Linked DNA regions of Mus musculus: all the other regions are linked to region 1. The links are chromatin contacts, called in public Hi-C and promoter capture Hi-C maps. All regions are on one chromosome and are shown on one strand. The core of a region is the stretch at or near the end of the contact, and the rest is flanking DNA. Distances in the headings are between cores, read along the strand shown. Region 1 holds the start of Gphn (gephyrin). Region 2 overlaps Gphn (gephyrin). Region 3 overlaps Gphn (gephyrin).

Evidence for each region. Promoter capture Hi-C pulls out the DNA fragments that hold promoters and counts their contacts. A called contact is a pair of places that touch in the nucleus more often than the background predicts.
Region 2: a promoter capture Hi-C map of liver shows a contact between it and region 1, with 2.0 times the contacts expected there. The contact joins the enhancer-like site here to the promoter of Gphn in region 1. A contact is called at or near these places in 3 of 39 promoter capture datasets (3T3-L1-derived adipocytes, hippocampal neurons and liver), 4 of 484 Hi-C or Micro-C datasets (liver, macrophages and neurons), 9 of 115 datasets of contacts at active chromatin or transcription factors (the 230-238 cell line, the SCID.adh cell line, bone marrow-derived dendritic cells and 6 more) and 2 of 9 other capture datasets (adipose tissue and liver).
Region 3: a Hi-C map of liver shows a contact between it and region 1, with 1.7 times the contacts expected there. The contact joins the enhancer-like site here to the promoter of Gphn in region 1. A contact is called at or near these places in 6 of 39 promoter capture datasets (3T3-L1-derived adipocytes, the HPC-7 cell line, hippocampal neurons and 2 more), 6 of 484 Hi-C or Micro-C datasets (Kupffer cells, liver and neurons), 7 of 115 datasets of contacts at active chromatin or transcription factors (the SCID.adh cell line, bone marrow-derived dendritic cells, embryonic stem cells and 4 more) and 2 of 9 other capture datasets (liver and pancreatic islet).

Annotation. Positions count from the first base shown.
Region 1 is chr12:78,225,359-78,227,947 of GRCm38.p6, reverse strand. It overlaps Gphn (gephyrin), which reads right to left and starts at 1,293. Exons shown (of 23, transcript NM_145965.2): 1 at 1,107-1,293. The coding sequence starts at 1,170.
Region 2 is chr12:78,282,999-78,285,587 of GRCm38.p6, reverse strand. All of the region lies in intron 1 of Gphn (gephyrin), which reads right to left. Among named protein-coding and RNA genes, the nearest start is that of Gphn, 58 kb to the right of the region's middle. Within about 2 kb of position 1,272, at least 1 of the 459 cell types and tissues checked has an H3K27ac peak or open chromatin away from gene starts, as enhancers often do. A contact at or near this core is called in liver, where this site is marked.
Region 3 is chr12:78,266,712-78,269,300 of GRCm38.p6, reverse strand. The region is part of intron 1 of Gphn (gephyrin); the gene reads right to left. Among named protein-coding and RNA genes, the nearest start is that of Gphn, 41 kb to the right of the region's middle. Within about 2 kb of position 1,285, at least 2 of the 459 cell types and tissues checked have an H3K27ac peak or open chromatin away from gene starts, as enhancers often do. A contact at or near this core is called in liver, where this site is marked.

The sequences.
Region 1 (2,589 bases), core at 44-2,543:
TTGGATTTCCTTTACTCCACAGTAAGCCTCAGACTCCAAATATAAATTCTTTAACCCCCGCTTCTCCGTTCAATTACACTTGAACCATGCCAACTACAGAACCTCAGCCGAAACCCCTACAAATAGGTTTGCAATTCATCTTGGAAGTCGTGCCCTGCAGCAACTGTCTATCTCCAAACTCAGGGATATCACCCAAATACAACGCAACGGAATCAGACATGCAGAGCACACACGACTTCCGCGAGGGAGGGAAACGCGACCCGGGAAAAGTGCGCTCCTCACCAGCCTCAGGACCATCCACCGGGGAGTGAGAATGGGAGGGGGGGGGTGTCCCAAAAGGGAGGGGGAGAAAAGAACCCGACAGAGGGAAATCCTTCCTTCTCAAGGGAAAAAAAAAAAAAAAAAAGGCTGGCTCTCCCGGCCACGGGAAGCAGCCGGTCCTCGCGGAGGAGAAGAGGCAGACAGAGAGGGAGGGCCCTGTGCTAGGAAAGGCAGAAGGAAGGCACTTTCCGGGGTCCGGACTAGAGCCTAGCACCCGGCTCCCGGGGGAGGTGAGGAGTGTCCCGTCGTCTGCAGAGGGGACAGCCGGCCGGCGAAGGGGCAGCAGAGGCGGAGCAGAGTTCGCCTGCCGAACCCCGAGTCCTGTCAGGCAGGTGCCATGGGGCCGCCGGGTGGGGGGGGAGGGGAGAAAAGGGGGTGGAGATGGGATTCCCCCCTCTCGGAAGAGCTTTAGTGGAGGAGGCGCCCGGCCAACCCCGAGCAGCGTGCTTCAGACTGCGGAGCAGGAATCCCGCCGCCCGCACCGGCAGCGCGGAGCCCCGCAGCGCCCGCCGCACCGGCCCCTCGGTCCCCGGGGGCCAGAGACTTTGGCTGCTAGGGCTCCGGGGCCTGACACCCCACCGTGCCTGCCCCAGCTCCCCCGGGGAGCACACGGGAACACCCGAATCCTCAGCAGCTCTCAGCGGTTGTAAAATACACCCCCCGGTCCCCCTCCTCAGCCTGCCCTCTTCCCGAGGCCGCAGGGAAGCACCACCGCGGGCGAGAAACCTCCAGCAAGTCGCGGATAGTAGCCGTTGCGGCTCCCCCGGACCTCCTCCCCCCGTTACCTGTGAGGACTCCGACACGGATTTGATGGTCGTGGTTGGTGAGGATCATTCCCTCGGTCGCCATGTTTCCCAGCGCAGTCACCGCACTGACAGGAGCCAGGAGAAGCCGGAGCCCGGAGCGCGCCGGCCGGGAGCGCGCTTGCCTTGGAGAGCGCGAGAGCGAGGGCGCCCGGGGAGCGCGAGGCGAGCGGGAAGGAGGGGGCCGAGCGCCCGGTGGCCTGCGTGGGGTGGGGGGGAGAGGCCGCGCCAGGAGCGCGCGGGTCCGCGGAGGGGGCGGAGTCGGGCCGCGCGACCCCGAGTCCGGCCGGGAGGAAGCGATCCCGGGGTGGGAGTAGCGGCGGCCTCGCGGAAGACAGAGCGCGGAGGCGGCGGGGCAAGGCCGGCGAGACCCAGAGGCTCTGCGGAGTGAGACCCAAGACGCCTGGATGGCAAGAGACTGAGAGGGGGAAAAGGGAGCACACGCTCTGGAGGTTGCGGGGGCGGACTCGGGGACAGGGGCGGAGCTACACCCCGAGGCGTGCAACTCGTGGAGAGTGAGGGGAGGAGTGCGAGCTTGGCTGCGGAGTGCCGGGAGCGGGAAGGAGCCGGCCCAGCCTAGAGTGGGACCCAAGGAACGTTCCTGGGCGCGCGAGTAGCGCGGGATTGGCTGGGCGGACGCGGTGCGGGTGCGCGCGAGGCACGAACGCAGCCTCGGCGGGCCCCAGACAGAAGCAATCCCCCGCCGAGCCGGCAGCCTCGTCAGTTTTCCGCCGCCTCAGGCCGGCCGGCTCTGCCCGCGATGGAGCCACTCCGGACCAGGTGCGGCAGCGAGGTGGGCTCACCTCCTCTGAAGGCACCGGAGAACCTAGAGGTGGCTTAAGGAAGCGGCATGGGTGGCAGAACGGTGGCCGCTGTGACGAGAGTCCCCTCTCGGGCAGAGATAGGTTACCCTGTGCCGCCCCAGCTGTGACCTGCAGTCAATGCTCCCTCTGACTTCGCTTTGGCCCCGCTCGGTGACAGCCTACCACAGACGTCGTAGACGGAGCTTATGTGTCTGCAGCAGGGCACGTGGAGTGGAGATTCCTCTCTCTCTCTCTCTCTCTCTCTCTCTCTCTCTCTCTCTCTCTCTCTCTGTCGTCCCCTAGATGCTGTGACATTTAAGTTTCAGTGTTTCTGGAATATGGAATTACTCTGAAAATGTGGTCATTTAGTTCTGTGTCTTTCATAAAGTGTTATTAGCCACCTCTATTTTGTGTAGGTTTGCTAAATATCCTTTTCTGGCTTAAGTGTGTGTATGTTTTCTCATTTGTTCACCATAGTAAAACCTAAAAGCAAAACAACAACAAAAAAAGTATCAAAACTGTTTAATAATCTGCTCTTAGTCTAAAATCTCAATTATATGGTTATGTGCGGTTTGTATTGTTCCAGTAAGAACATAGCATTACTCATTCTATTCACTAAAGATTCACATTGTGCCTTTATATAAGAGGACAAAGGAAATGAT
Region 2 (2,589 bases), core at 23-2,522, 58 kb before region 1:
CAAGAAAAAGCAAGAAAGTAATCTTCTTTCAATAAATCCAAAAGAAGATAGCCACACAAACATAATTCCACCTATTAACAACAAAAATATCAGGAAGCAACAATCACTTTTCCTTAATATCTCTTAACATCAATGGACTCAATTCCCCAATAAAAAGACATAAACTAACAGACTGGATATATAAACAGGACCCAGAAATTTGCTGCATAAAGGAAACGTACCTCAGTAACAAAGACATACACTACCTCACGGTAAAAGGTTGGGGGAAAAATTCCAAACAAATGGTCCCAAGAAACAAGGTGAAATAGCCATTTTAATATCGAATAAAATCGACTTTCAAAAAAAAGTTATCAAAAAAAGATGAGGAAGGACACTTCATACTCATCAAAGGAAAAAAAAATCTACCAAGATGAATTCTCAATTCTCAGTATTTTTGCCCCAAATGCTAGGGTACCCACATCTGTAAAAGAAACTTTACTAACGCTCAAAGCACACATTGAAACTCACACAATAATAGTGGGAGATGTCAAAACCCCACTCTCAGCAATGGACAGAATATGGAAACAAAACTAAACAGAGACACAGTGAATGTAACAGAAGTTATGAACCAAATGGAATCAACAGATATATACAGAACATTTCATCCTAAAACAAAAGAATATAACTTTTTCTCATTACTTCATGGTACATTCTCCAAAATTGACCATATAATTGGTCACAAAACAGGCCTCAACAGATACAAGAAGACTGAAATAATCCCATGCATCCTATCAGATCACCACAGACTAAGTCTGGTCTTCAATAGCAACAAAAACAACAGAAATCCCACATATGTATAGAAGCTGAACAACACCCTACTCAATGATAACTTGGTCAAGGAAGAAATAAAGAAAGAAATTAAAGACTTTTTAGAATTTAGTGAAAATGAAGGCATAAATACCCAAACTTATGCAGCCATAGTTACACTGATACCAAAACCACACAAAGATCCAACAAAGAGAACTTCAAACCAGTTTCACTTATGAATAAAAATGCAAAAATACTCAATAAAATTCTCACCAACCAAATCCAAGAACACATCAAAATGATAATGAAAGCAGTGCTAAGAGGGAAACTCATAGCTCTGAGTAACTCCATAAAGAAATTGGAGAGAGATTACACTCCAGAACAAAAAGAAGCAAATACACTCAAGAGGAGTAGATGGGGGAAAATAATCAAACTCAGGACTGAAATCAGCCAAGAAGGAACAAAGAGAAAACTATCCAAAAATCAACAAAGGTAGAAGCTGGTTCTTTGAGAAAATCAATAAGCTAAATAGACTCCTAGCCAGACAAAGCAGAGGGCACAGAAATATTATCCACATTTACAAAATCAGAAATGAAAAAGGAGACATAACAATAGAAACTGAATTAAAAAAAAAAAAAAAAAAAACACGAGTTCCTACTACAAAAGCCCATAATCAATGCAACTGGAAAACCTGGATGAAGTCGATAAATTTTCTAGACAGATACCAATACCTAAGTTAAATCAGGATCAGATAAACCATCTAAACAGTCCCATAACTCCTAATGGAATAGGAGCAGTCATTAAAAGTCTCCCAAACAAAAAATAAGCTCCAGACTAGATGGTTTTAGTACAGAATTCCATCAGACCTTCACAGATGACCTAATACCAATATTCTTCAAACTATTCCACAAAATAGAAACAGAAGAAACAGTACCTAATTGGTTCTATGAAGCCACAGTTACACTGATACCAAAACCACACAAAGATCCAACAAAGAGAACTTCAAACCAGTTTCACTTATGAATAAAAATGTAAAAATACTCAATAAAATTCTCACCAACCAAATCCAAGAACACATCAAAATGATCATTCACCATGATCAAGTACATTTCATCCCAGGCATGCGAGGATGGTTCAATATATGGAAATCTATCGATGTAATCCATTACAAAAACAAACTGAAAACACACACACACACACACACAACACAAGATCATTTCATTAGATACTGAAAAAGGATTTGACAAATTTCAACATCCCTTCATGTTAAAAGACTTGGAAAGATGAGGAATTCAAGGCCCATACGTAAACATAGTAAAAACAATATACAGCAAACCAGTAGCCAACATCAAACTAAATGGAGAGAAACTTGAAGCAAACCCACTAAAATGAGGATCTACACAAGGCTGTCCTCTCTCACTATCTATTCAATATAGTACCTGAAGTCCTAGCTAGAGCAATTAGACAACAAATGGAAGTCAAAGGGATACAAATTGAAATGGAAGAAGTCAAAATATCACTATTTGCAGATGAAACGATAGTATACTTAAGTGACCCCAAAAACTCCACCAGAGAACTCCTACAGCTGATAAACAACTTCAGCAAAGTGGCTGGATATAAAATTAACTCAAAGCCGGGCATGGTGGTGCACACCTTTAATCCCAGCACTCAGAAGGCAGAGGCAGGCGGATTTCTGAGTTCAAGGCCATCCTGGTCTACAAAGTGAGTTCCAGGACAGCCAGGGCTATACAGAGAAACCCTGTCTCGAAAAACCAAAAAAAAAAAATAAAAATAAAAAAAATG
Region 3 (2,589 bases), core at 36-2,535, 41 kb before region 1:
TGCAACATGGCTGCTCTGTCAAGGGATCACATCCAAAGACATGATCCAGCTGGAATATACATACATGTCTCTAGTAATCACCTTTAATCCCTAACAGGGAAGGTAAGATTAGTTTGTAGAAGCAAGCAGCCATGTTTGAAGGTGACATATAACTGAGGAGCAGACAAAGTGATGAATTAGAGAAAGATTTAACAGAATGAGTCACAGATAGGATATGCTCAACTCACATGAGAACAGCAGAGGAAGAGAGGCCACTTAAGAGCAGTGAGAGAGAAAAAGGTGGTGGGTAGTATGAATGTATGGAGTTTTACCAGGATAGCTTTACAGAGATGGGTTACAGAGAGAACAAGGTAGACACAGGTGAAAAAAGAATAAGCCAGAGAATAAGAAGGAACTAGTAGACTAGAACACATTACCCAAGTTAGTATGAGGGCAGGAAGAGCAATTCAGAGAAGCCAGATTGAATCAGTTAGTTTGGAAGATTAGATTGTATGGAGTCCTAGGCCTGGGGATAGTTAGAACAGAGAGGCTCACCAAAAGCTGTACATTCATACAGCTAGGGTACTGCTCTCATTTCATTGCTTCATCTGAGGAAAGAAAAGCAACATTTACACTCCTACAATTTGAATTACATATTGTTCCTATAGGAAATTAATAACTCTGACACATTCTTGTCTAAATACCTGTTTCTAGAGAGTCATGTGTACAAAGCTTGAAAGCTTGATTGTTAACCCCATCAATAGATAAATTCATTAAGTTCATAGCTGAATAGGTTATTAGGTGGTAGAACATGCTTGTTAGATGGGAGTGATAGAAGCTTTTTTTTTCTTCATTTAAACAGCAACTTTGTAATTGGTAAAGTGGCTTTCTTTCTTCTCCCCTACTCACTCACTTTCCATTTTTAAAATCTTTACTTATTTAGTAATAGGCTTTAAAAGGTGAATCTTGCCCCTGATCATTTCCTTCCCTGTTTTTTTCTGCTTCCTGGCTGTCATAAAACAAGTAGCTTTGTTCTATCATGTGCTCCCTGTCATGACCATTCTACCTCACTACAATATAAAAGTAATTGAACCAGCCAACCATGGACTGAAACCTCTATTATCATAAGCCAAATAAAGTTTTCTTCCTTGTAGCTTATTTTTGAGTGTCTTGTTGTCATTCTGTGTCTCTACCTTGCACCTCGCTCAGGGAAATACTAAATGCAGTCAAAGATAAGGGTGTCCCTTCCTGTGTTTCTCCAAGTGAGAAACAGCAGAGGCTGGGATAGCGGCTGAAGTTCTCAAACTCCTGTGCACCCAGACACCTCTGGGAACTGTGGGGTGTTGGAAAGAGGAGTCTGCAATGAGCAGGGAGGGAGGGAGGGAGGGGCTGGAAAAGGACCCTCTATGGGAGACCCAGGCAAACAGCATAGCTCTGTATAACAGAGCACAGTTTTATTCATGGTGGATGAGGATGCACACGTCTTATTGAGGGCAAACCAGAGATTAAATACCTTTGGCAGAAAAGGAAGCCCAGGAAAGAGAGTTCATTGGCTAAACAACTGGGGCCTATCTAGATTCCTCATTAGCATGAAGAACTCTAGGTTCTATGCTACCTAACCAGTTGTCATTGCCCTCCTAGTGAGGTGTCATGGTCTCATACTCCAGGACAGGATCAAACTCTTACTAGTCTCATTTATGAGATTTACCAGGGTTCTGAACTTGCTACTACCTTATCAGTTCTTCTGTCTGGTGGCATGGTCCACCTCCCCACATTTTGTCACAGAAATGAAAAACTGACAAATATATATCTACTTTTATAAATAAGATAAAGTTATCAAATACCATAATTTCTGCTACAGAAAAAGTAATGTTAAAGATCAGACCACACCTTGCTACAGCAATAATTTACTAGTATCTATGGATGCATAGATACAAAATAGAAGGAAAACACTCCTCTTTTTCTAATCTACAATTACTATTTAATGGCTAATTTTGAGTGCAAACACATTTTATAGCAACTGCTTTTTTTTCATGTTCAAATAAATATTTAAACAATACAGTCACAGTTTTCATCCTACTGGATAAGCAAAAAGGAGTATAAACAATTCTTCTGATAGTCTTTGTGTCCTAGTGTATTAAAAATATCTTGTAATCAAAAGAATCAAATTATATCAAATCTAATCCAGAGATTATTTCTGTTTCTTGAAAACTGGCATTCCCTAAAACAAATGTTTCACATTGGTCCATAGAACAGAGGAGCCAAAGTTCAAAAACTAACATTAGTTAAAACAAACATGAATAAAATTATTAATTAACTAGGTTTTGCAAGTTGAACTTCTGGTTAATTGATTTGGTATTTTCATTTTATATTGAAAATATAAGGCAAAATAAAAAAATAACTCAAAGTGTAATCTTCTCTACTACCCTAATTCATCATTAGTCTGTCCCATTTTCTATTTATCTTAATTATTTATTAAAATATTTACCCATCTGCACAGTCATCTATGCAACTTTTTACAATATCCTATTCCAGGCTTCTGCACAAGTATTTCAAAGTCTCCAGTCATGTGTATGTATATGTGTTCATATTTGTGTGTGGTGCATATGT